3 separate regions of the Gossypium hirsutum genome follow, and all the other regions are linked to region 3. The links are chromatin contacts, called in public Hi-C maps. All regions are on one chromosome and are shown on one strand. Each heading gives the region's core, a stretch centred on a gene start, on an enhancer-like site or on the middle of the called end of the contact. The rest is flanking DNA. Distances are from core to core; before and after follow the strand shown.

Region 1 (2,700 bases), core at 159-2,658, 130 kb after region 3:
GCACATTTTTCAATCCAGCCAGTGTAAATTCCATTCTCAGCTTATAAGGAGTTACTTTTGTTGTTCATTGAGAGACGATGTCTCATTAATTGATTCATATAAAATTTCATATGTATGTACAGGCGAAGGTGTTCTCAAGACTTGACAAAGTGAAGAAAGCTATGGAAAACTATACCATCAAAGCAACTCCAGATGATACAAGCAGTGTCTTACAACAGGTTTCAGAATTTGCATCAACATTCTTCGTAATTGGTGTTTCAATTAAGATTAACCGGCTGATCATTCAGGTTTGATTTGGTTCTTTTATCAGGGAGGGATGTTCGTATTCAAAGGTAAACAGTTGTTGTACGCACGAAAAGACGAAGGGACCGGAGATCATGCTCCCCTAGATGATATCTTTGATGTTTGTTGCAAAACCCCTGTTGCATGAAGTGTTCCCTATGCTGTATATTCTTCGATCGTTCTAGGCAAGCCGGCTTCTGATATTGGTATGCTGCAAATTCTGGGTTATTGTTCCGGACACATCTTATTTGTAATCCAGGCTGCAAAATATTGCCTTCAATAATGTTGGAAATCCTACCTGGGATAGTTTGATATATGCAGTTTCTCATGTAAAGCGTGTTATGATAGGAGAAAGAAAATCTATGAAAGCCTTGATCAAAAGAAAGTTCAATTTATGCTATCAAGTGATAAAGTTTAAGGGCTGAAACTTATTAATTTGTTTTCATAAGGTTTTGCATATGAACTTAGAAACAAGTATGTTTTATTTATCACGCACAAATGTTATATTTGGACTTTTCTTGTATATGTGTGAGTTTAAGTTTCACCATACAGATTACTTACTAATAATTGAGCTTGTAAAATCCTTTAAAAAAATTAATGGTCAACTAAATTACAAAATAATAAGTTAAAATTTATAGTTAGTCTTTGTAATTTGACAAAATTTAAGATTTAATCTATATATTTAAAGAGATAAATATTAAGTTTATTTATTTATTTAAATATTTTTGTTTAGTTAATTTGAAGTTTGGATTAGACTAGTATGATTGAAAAAAAAATAAACATGATAAAGTTTTGACAAATGATAATGATTGAACTAGGATTTTTAAGTTGAAAAATTAGGAGGATTGAATTTTAACTTTTAAAGATAAGGACTAAATCTCCAATTCTATACAAGTGCAGGGACCAACAGCACATAATAACAACAATGCAATTCAGATAAGGCTTATGAGTTATGGGCCAGGCTAGGTCTATTTTAGGGCCATTTATGCTTTGGCAAACCAGCACTATGATTTAGGCCGTTGATTAAGTTTTCAGTTGGGCTTCCCGTAAGATTTGAAGAGATGAGATAGGAGGAATCCTTGATTTTTGGATCTGAATTGCATTATAATTTTTTAATGGTTGCGTTATGTGGAAAGAAAAAAGGTGTTGAAGATAAACTCTTATATATGTTAAAAGACAAAGATAAAAGGCCTATATGTATATAAGCTAACAAGCTAAGAAGCTCTAATTTTGCCGGCCAATTTGCTTTGAGCAAGCATATGCGTTAAGGCATATTCTTCATCTAGATTTATGAAATAAACAAGAAAAGCAAAGCCTTGTCGTATCCGACAGTCTGCCTCACCAACAATCTTTTATAAATGAAACATTCTTAATATAATCAAAGAGGAATACGAACACGACCTAAAATGCATGAGCCAAAGGTTGTTCTAGTCACCGGTTGTGCAAAAGGTGGCATTGGATTTGAGTATTGCCGGGCATTTGCCGAGCAGGATTGCCGGGTCATCGCCTCCGATATCCCTCAACGCAAGGATGACATGCTAGATTTCGGTTCTGATAAAATCGAAATGGAAGAGCTTGATGTTTCATCAGACGAGAGCGTATCATCAGTTGTGAATGGTATTATATCCAAGTACGGTCACATTGATGTGCTTGTAAATAATGCTGGTATAGGAAGCACCGGACCGTTAGCCGAGCTTCCGTTAGATGCAATCAGGAAAGCTTGGGAAATCAATGCACTGGGGCAGTTAAGAATGGTGCAACAAGTTGTGCCTCACATGGCGTCGAGGTGTCGGGGAGTTATAGTTAATGTAGGGAGCATCGTTGGGAAGGTGCCGACACCATGGGCGGGGTCATATTGTTCTAGCAAGGCTACAGTCCATGCCATGACCAACAGTTTGCGAGTTGAATTAAGGCCCTTTGGCATCGATACGGTGCTTGTGATGCCTGGTTCTGTGAGATCGAATTTCGGAAACTCTAGCCTCGAGAGGCTGGGAAACCATGATTGGAAACTTTATAAGGAATTCAAGGAGGCGATTGCAGAGCGGGCCAGGGCTTCGCAAGGTTCAAAGGCAACGGATGCAACTATGTTCGCAAGGCATGTAGTGAAGAAGGTTTTGAGTCCTAAACCACCAAAGCAGATAGTGTTCGGTCACATGACTGGCTTGTTTGCTGTTCTTTCATTGTCCCCGCTTTGGGTTAGAGATATGTTTTTTCGAACTCGTTTCAATTTAAATAAGAAAATGTAATTGATTATAATTACTTGAACATAAATATCGGATACAAATATATGTCCGATATATATTTTTAACAAAAAATATCCAACACAAATACTTAAAAAACTGTACTAATGAAATTAATTATAAATTAATTACTGGTATTGCTATGTTTATGAATCACTGGTATCTATGAAATTGCACA
Region 2 (2,700 bases), core at 109-2,608, 250 kb after region 3:
TCCCATTATCATCCGGGACACCGGAGCTGTCAACTGAACAAAAATCTGATAATCCAAGATAATTCCTCTCCCTTATCCCCAAGCCATTGTGGGAGATACATTCAACAGATGGAGAAGAAACCCTACTCTGCCCTTCCTCCTCCACACCAAGCAACGGCGGAGACATCAGAACTCAAAGCTTCTCAAGATAGCCTCTGTAAGCCACATAGAAAAACAAAAGACAAATCAAAATTTCCGCAAACTTCAAGAATAAAACCGTTTAAGCCAAGTTATTTGAAAACCACTACAAATTACAGCAGATCACAATTTATTTTACAAAGATATCTAAATTAAACCTTCAAGTAGACTCATTAACAATTACTATTAGTTCCAGGTGAAAACCCACCCATGCATTAGCTGTTTCTGAATGCACTAACAATACCAATGAAACCCACCTCAACTCATTTTTTCAAACAACTTCAGCTACAATAATTGGTTGTTATGCGTCAATTTTTATTGCTTATAAGGGTAACAATTAATGAAGGTTCTCACCTTCTAAAGCTCAAATAATGGTGTAAGCCAGAAAACCTGCATTAGAGCAATCTAACTCATAAAACTAAATTACATAAACGGAAATATCTCTTAACAAGTCGAGAATAATTACTACTATAATTTTACAAGAAAAACAGTGCAGCAAAAAAGGACTCCAATTTTACAAAGAGTCTTACGGAAATTCTAGCAAAATCTTACGAGAAAGAACAGAGCTTAAAATAGAAAAAAAAATTGACCGTGAAGAACAAATTTTATTTAGCTCATAAAAAGGTAGGGAGAATATTAAAGAGAAAAAAAAGTCAACTCTCTTATGCATTAACTCTTTCTGCAACAGCCCATTTTCCCTGAATAAAAGCAGTAAAAAGAGAGAAAGGGAAACAAAGAAAGACAAAGCAGAAAAAAAATAGCAATCTTTTTCCTCCATTTTCTTTTGCTTTTACGGCAACCAATCAGACGGGGAGAAAAACTTGAGATCTTACCTTTGATCTCAAGCAAAACTGCAAAACAAAAATCGAACAGAAAAACTGAAATTTAAAAAATAAAATAAAAAGAAAAGAAAAGAGCTTACAGGAGTAAAACTTGGTAGAGTTGCAGAGTAGACAAAGAAAAGAAGATCGATTACTGCTTTCAAATATTGCAGGCTAAAATGCACGAACTGCAGAGAAAATAAAAGCAGAGAGAGAAAGAGAATAAGCTTAAGACCCTTCCATTATAAGCAGAAAGCCATAAAAGCCATTAGAGAAACTCGAGAAGTAAAAAACAAAAAAGCAGGGGCAAAAGCGAAAATAAACACAAAAAGTTGTGTAAACTTTGTACTCATTGTGAACGAATGGGACCATGTCGGGTTTTATAGTTATACTGCGCCGGTCTATGGGGTTGAAGGGAATCTGATCTGACGGTTGAGATTGGTGTGGCAATGAAGGGATCTAGACCGTTCGATTTCCCAAAAGAACTTATAATTAAACACGTGTCATTATTGCTGGTGGCATATTTGAGTAAAGTTAGTTTTGATTGGTTCCCGGTACTTGTACTTTTTTCTTTAGCTCAAGCTAGGCAATAGGCATACCCTTTTTCCCTTACTATTCATATATAATGTTTTTTGTATCGTTTTGGATTTATGGATATTTTTAAGTTTAAATATTTTTCGCATGTAATTTTTTACTCTTAATTTATAATTTCTTTTTTACAATAAAGTGAATCCTCACATGAGAATAACAAATTAATAAAGAAAATAGTTCCTATAACGAACGTGAGTCTCTTTCTATTTCACTCTAATTTTCATGTCTGCAATTGAAAGTATATAAATAATCAATAACTATTGTTGATTGAGTATTGACTCGATTGATATAGATATTATTATTGATGCAAGAGGATGTAAGTTTAAGTACGTTGAAACGCATTATCTTCTTATTTATAGATTAGATACTATAAGTAATTTTAAACATTGTATAAAAAAAGAACATATATAATCAAAATATATAATGAAATTCTTTAAAAAACAACAACAATTATTCAACAAAAAATTTAATCTATTGAACTTTGTCATGTAAATTGGGTCTAACCTCGCACTCCTATTTTGATCGGTACAATCTTTTTATTCATCAAATTTCTCTTCAAATGTATGAAATTATAAATTAAATAATAAAATTATTTTTTGACCCCTAAAAAATTTATTATTCTTTTTTTGCCACCTAAATGGAAATTTTTACATACATGTGACCTTAAACATGAATTCTATTGAATGTGACTTTTTTTTTTTGTATGGAATACAAGTGGAAATAATAATTGATGTCTAAACGAAATTAGGACTTGGTCTACCTAAGTCACTCAAAATTTAAACCCTCCTCTCTTAGTGCTCCGTTATCTAAGGGTGAGTTTGGATAAACGCACCGCACCGCAACCAATCGCCCATTCAAACCTACTCTAAATTTTGTAAGTCATTCTTGACATGCAATTAAAGGAATTTTATGTATTTTTTTCATCCATAGTATTTTCATCTTCATTAAAAAAAATTGAAATCAACATGACGTATGAAAATTTTAAAAATTTTTTATAAATTGCTAAATTTTACCATATTAATACCATCTATCAACTAAATTGTTTGTATATGATGAATGCATACAGCTCACTTATACAAAGCTGTAAATGATTATTAGTCTGATGAGTGCT
Region 3 (2,700 bases), core at 110-2,609:
CTTAGTTTTCCAAAGAAACAGGTGCGGCTGTGGTTGGGAAAGAGTGGGACGGTGATCTATTTTCCCGTTATGGCAGGAGAGGAGATCTCTCTTCTTGTAGACGAGTTAATTCAATTAACAGTAAAGAGCTCATTGGTGACACCGAGGAGTCAATTTTCGTTATTATGTTCGGTGTGGACAAAGAAGTCTTATAGTCCAGACAGTCTGTGTGCGCAACTCAGAAGCATATGGAAAACAAGAAGAAAATTTGGAATTTATGCGGCTGGACAGAATTTGTTTCAGATCTCATTCGAGGAAGAGGATGATTTAGAGATGATTATGGATAGCAGACCGTGGTTTTTCAAAAGACAATTAATTATATTTGACAGGCTGAAAGAGGCGATAGAAAGAAGTAAAATAAAATTGGTCTCTTCTCCGTTTTGGTTAAGAGTTGGCTCCTGCCCCCCAGAATGCGAGAAGAAAGACTTAATGCATGCGATTGGTTCTAGTTTTGGAGGAATTCTAAGATTAGAAATACAGAACAAAACCTGTAGAATGAAAGTTGTGTTAAGTGCTAGAAAACCTCTTCGACGAGGAATTTTTGTTGCAGTTGGGGATACAAGATGAGTATGGCTTCCCTTTAAATACGAATCTCTACCAAATTTCTGCTTCGGGTATGGAATAATAGGGCATACTGTTAAAGATTGCACGAAATTTTTTACGAAAGGGAAAGATTTAGGAGCTGACGCGTTTCTTTACTCAATAGCACTGAAAGCCGAATCTAATATGGTAGGGAGAGAGAGCTTGAAATTGGGTAGTACAGAAAAGAAATTCATGTCACAATACTTGTATACTAGGGATGAGGATGAAAGGGCCACGTCTACAACTAAGATATCAGAGGGTAATGTCATTAATACAAAACAAGGGGCGCTAAAAAGTGGGTTTTTAAAAATGTCTAATCAGCCTGAAAATGAAGGGGTAAATCTGCAGGTGGGTCCTAGGAAAATCAAAGCTAGAGAAAATACCTTTTTATCAAATATTGATCAAGTGGAGGTCGGGGGAGAAGCTGACATGAATGCCTTTATATCTGATAAAGGCACTACTAGAAATTACAAAAGAGCAAGATGGACATGCAAAGGACGAATAGGGCAGATTCATGATGTACAGATAGAAGTAACTCCATGTAAACAGAAGAATTTTTCAATTGGTGAGGAAAGCTCAGAATTCTGGAATGATTGTACCAACAGCTACAAAAGGGCTAAAGGGGAGTCTGATAGAGGAAATTCTCCTAGAATGGAGACAATAAGAGAACAGTTGATAGTGTCTTCAAATTTAGGATCAGCGGCTGCCAATAGGCAAGCCAACCGAAGCCAATGAAAATGATAAGCTGGAATGTTCGAGGATTGGGGAGTCCTCGAGCAATTAGATGTCTTCGATTCTTACTGAAGCAATACAATCGCCAAATGGTCTTTCTTATGGAGACAAAAGTGAGTGCTACTTGGATGGAAAAAATAAGAAGATGTGGATACACGAATGGGTTTGATGTGGAAGCAGATAGATCTAGAGGTGGTTTGTCATTAGCCTGGAAATAAAACATTCAGGTAACGATTTTTAGTAGCTCTAAAAACCACATTGATGGACTGATAAAAGAAAATCAGAATAGTAATGAATAGAATTTCACGGGTTTCTATGGGAATCCCTTTTCTACTGAAAGGTGTATTATTTGGGATTTACTAAGACGGTTGAGAAGGATCAGATCTTATCCTTGGATCGTTTGTGGAGACTTTAACGAAATTCTTTATTCTTTTTTAAAAAAAGGGGGCACTTAGAGAGGAAAAACAAATGGAGGCTTTTCGTAATATTCCTGATGAATGTCAGTTAGTGGATGTAGGTTTTTCGGGATCATGGTTTACATGGAAGCGAGGCTATTTAGTTGAAACAAACATACGGGAAAGGCTTGACAGAGGGGTAGCAAATGCAGAATGATTTTCAACTTTCCCACAAGCGCATATTTAACATCTTTCGTATTCATACTCAGATCATTGCCCTCTTCTTATTTCCTTGGATTTGGAAAACAAACCGGTTCATAGATCTTCATTCCGATTTGAAACATGGTGGTTATTAGAAGACTTCTTTGAGAAGATGATTCTAGAGTCTTGGCAGAATTTAACAGGGTTGTTAACAGATAAGTTGGAGGGATTAAAAGTGAGAATTCTTCAATGGGCAAACCAAATAAAGAACGCAAGAAAGGGTATCAAGCAGAGACTAAACAAACAATTGGAACGCTTGCTGGAGGAGGATAGAAGTGCAGAAAACTTGGCTAAAATCATTGATACGAAATTTCTCTCAATATACAAATTGACAAAGATGAAGCCTATTGGGAGCAAAATGCACGTGTTAATTGGCAGAGGTTAGGTGATAGAAACACAGCATTCTTTCACAAGTGGGCCACACAACGACATAAAATTAATGCTATTTGTAGTTTGAAAGATCATAATGGGAGGTCTGTGAATGATGAAGATGGGATGGCCAAAATTGGCAAGACTTATTTCCATGATTTATTCGCGTCGTTAGGGATAAGTAATGCAGAGCGGAGTTTACAAGGCGTGCAGAGATGCATAACTGAAGATATGAATGCACAACTTACAACAGCACATACGGCTAAAGAAATATGGGCAGCATTAAAGGCAATGGGTCCTACAAAGGCCCTTAGTGCCAATG

What was found. Hi-C and Micro-C count contacts between places; a contact is called where the count stands out from the background.
Region 1: a Hi-C map of leaf shows a contact between it and region 3, with 2.9 times the contacts expected there. The contact joins the promoter of LOC121208267 here to the promoter of LOC121207947 in region 3. A contact is called at or near these places in 17 of 34 Hi-C or Micro-C datasets (anther, callus, fibers and 3 more).
Region 2: a Hi-C map of leaf shows a contact between it and region 3, with 1.8 times the contacts expected there. The contact joins the promoter of LOC121208259 here to the promoter of LOC121207947 in region 3. A contact is called at or near these places in 4 of 34 Hi-C or Micro-C datasets (callus and leaf).

Annotation. Positions count from the first base shown.
Region 1 is chrA10:17,385,608-17,388,307 of Gossypium_hirsutum_v2.1, reverse strand. LOC121208267 (short-chain dehydrogenase ptmH) reads left to right here and starts at 1,408. Exons shown (of 1, transcript XM_041078807.1): 1 at 1,408-2,700. The coding sequence starts at 1,689. The coding sequence ends at 2,528. LOC121208268 (thioredoxin-like protein AAED1, chloroplastic) reads left to right here. Exons shown (of 7, transcript XM_041078808.1): 5 at 1-23; 6 at 123-218; 7 at 311-677. The coding sequence ends at 430.
Region 2 is chrA10:17,272,903-17,275,602 of Gossypium_hirsutum_v2.1, reverse strand. LOC121208259 (auxin-responsive protein IAA9) reads right to left here and starts at 1,358. Exons shown (of 7, transcript XM_041078804.1): 1 at 1,100-1,358; 2 at 532-567; 3 at 1-194. The coding sequence starts at 166.
Region 3 is chrA10:17,518,218-17,520,917 of Gossypium_hirsutum_v2.1, reverse strand. LOC121207947 reads left to right here and starts at 1,359. Exons shown (of 3, transcript XM_041078495.1): 1 at 1,359-1,548; 2 at 2,018-2,389; 3 at 2,500-2,700. The coding sequence starts at 1,359.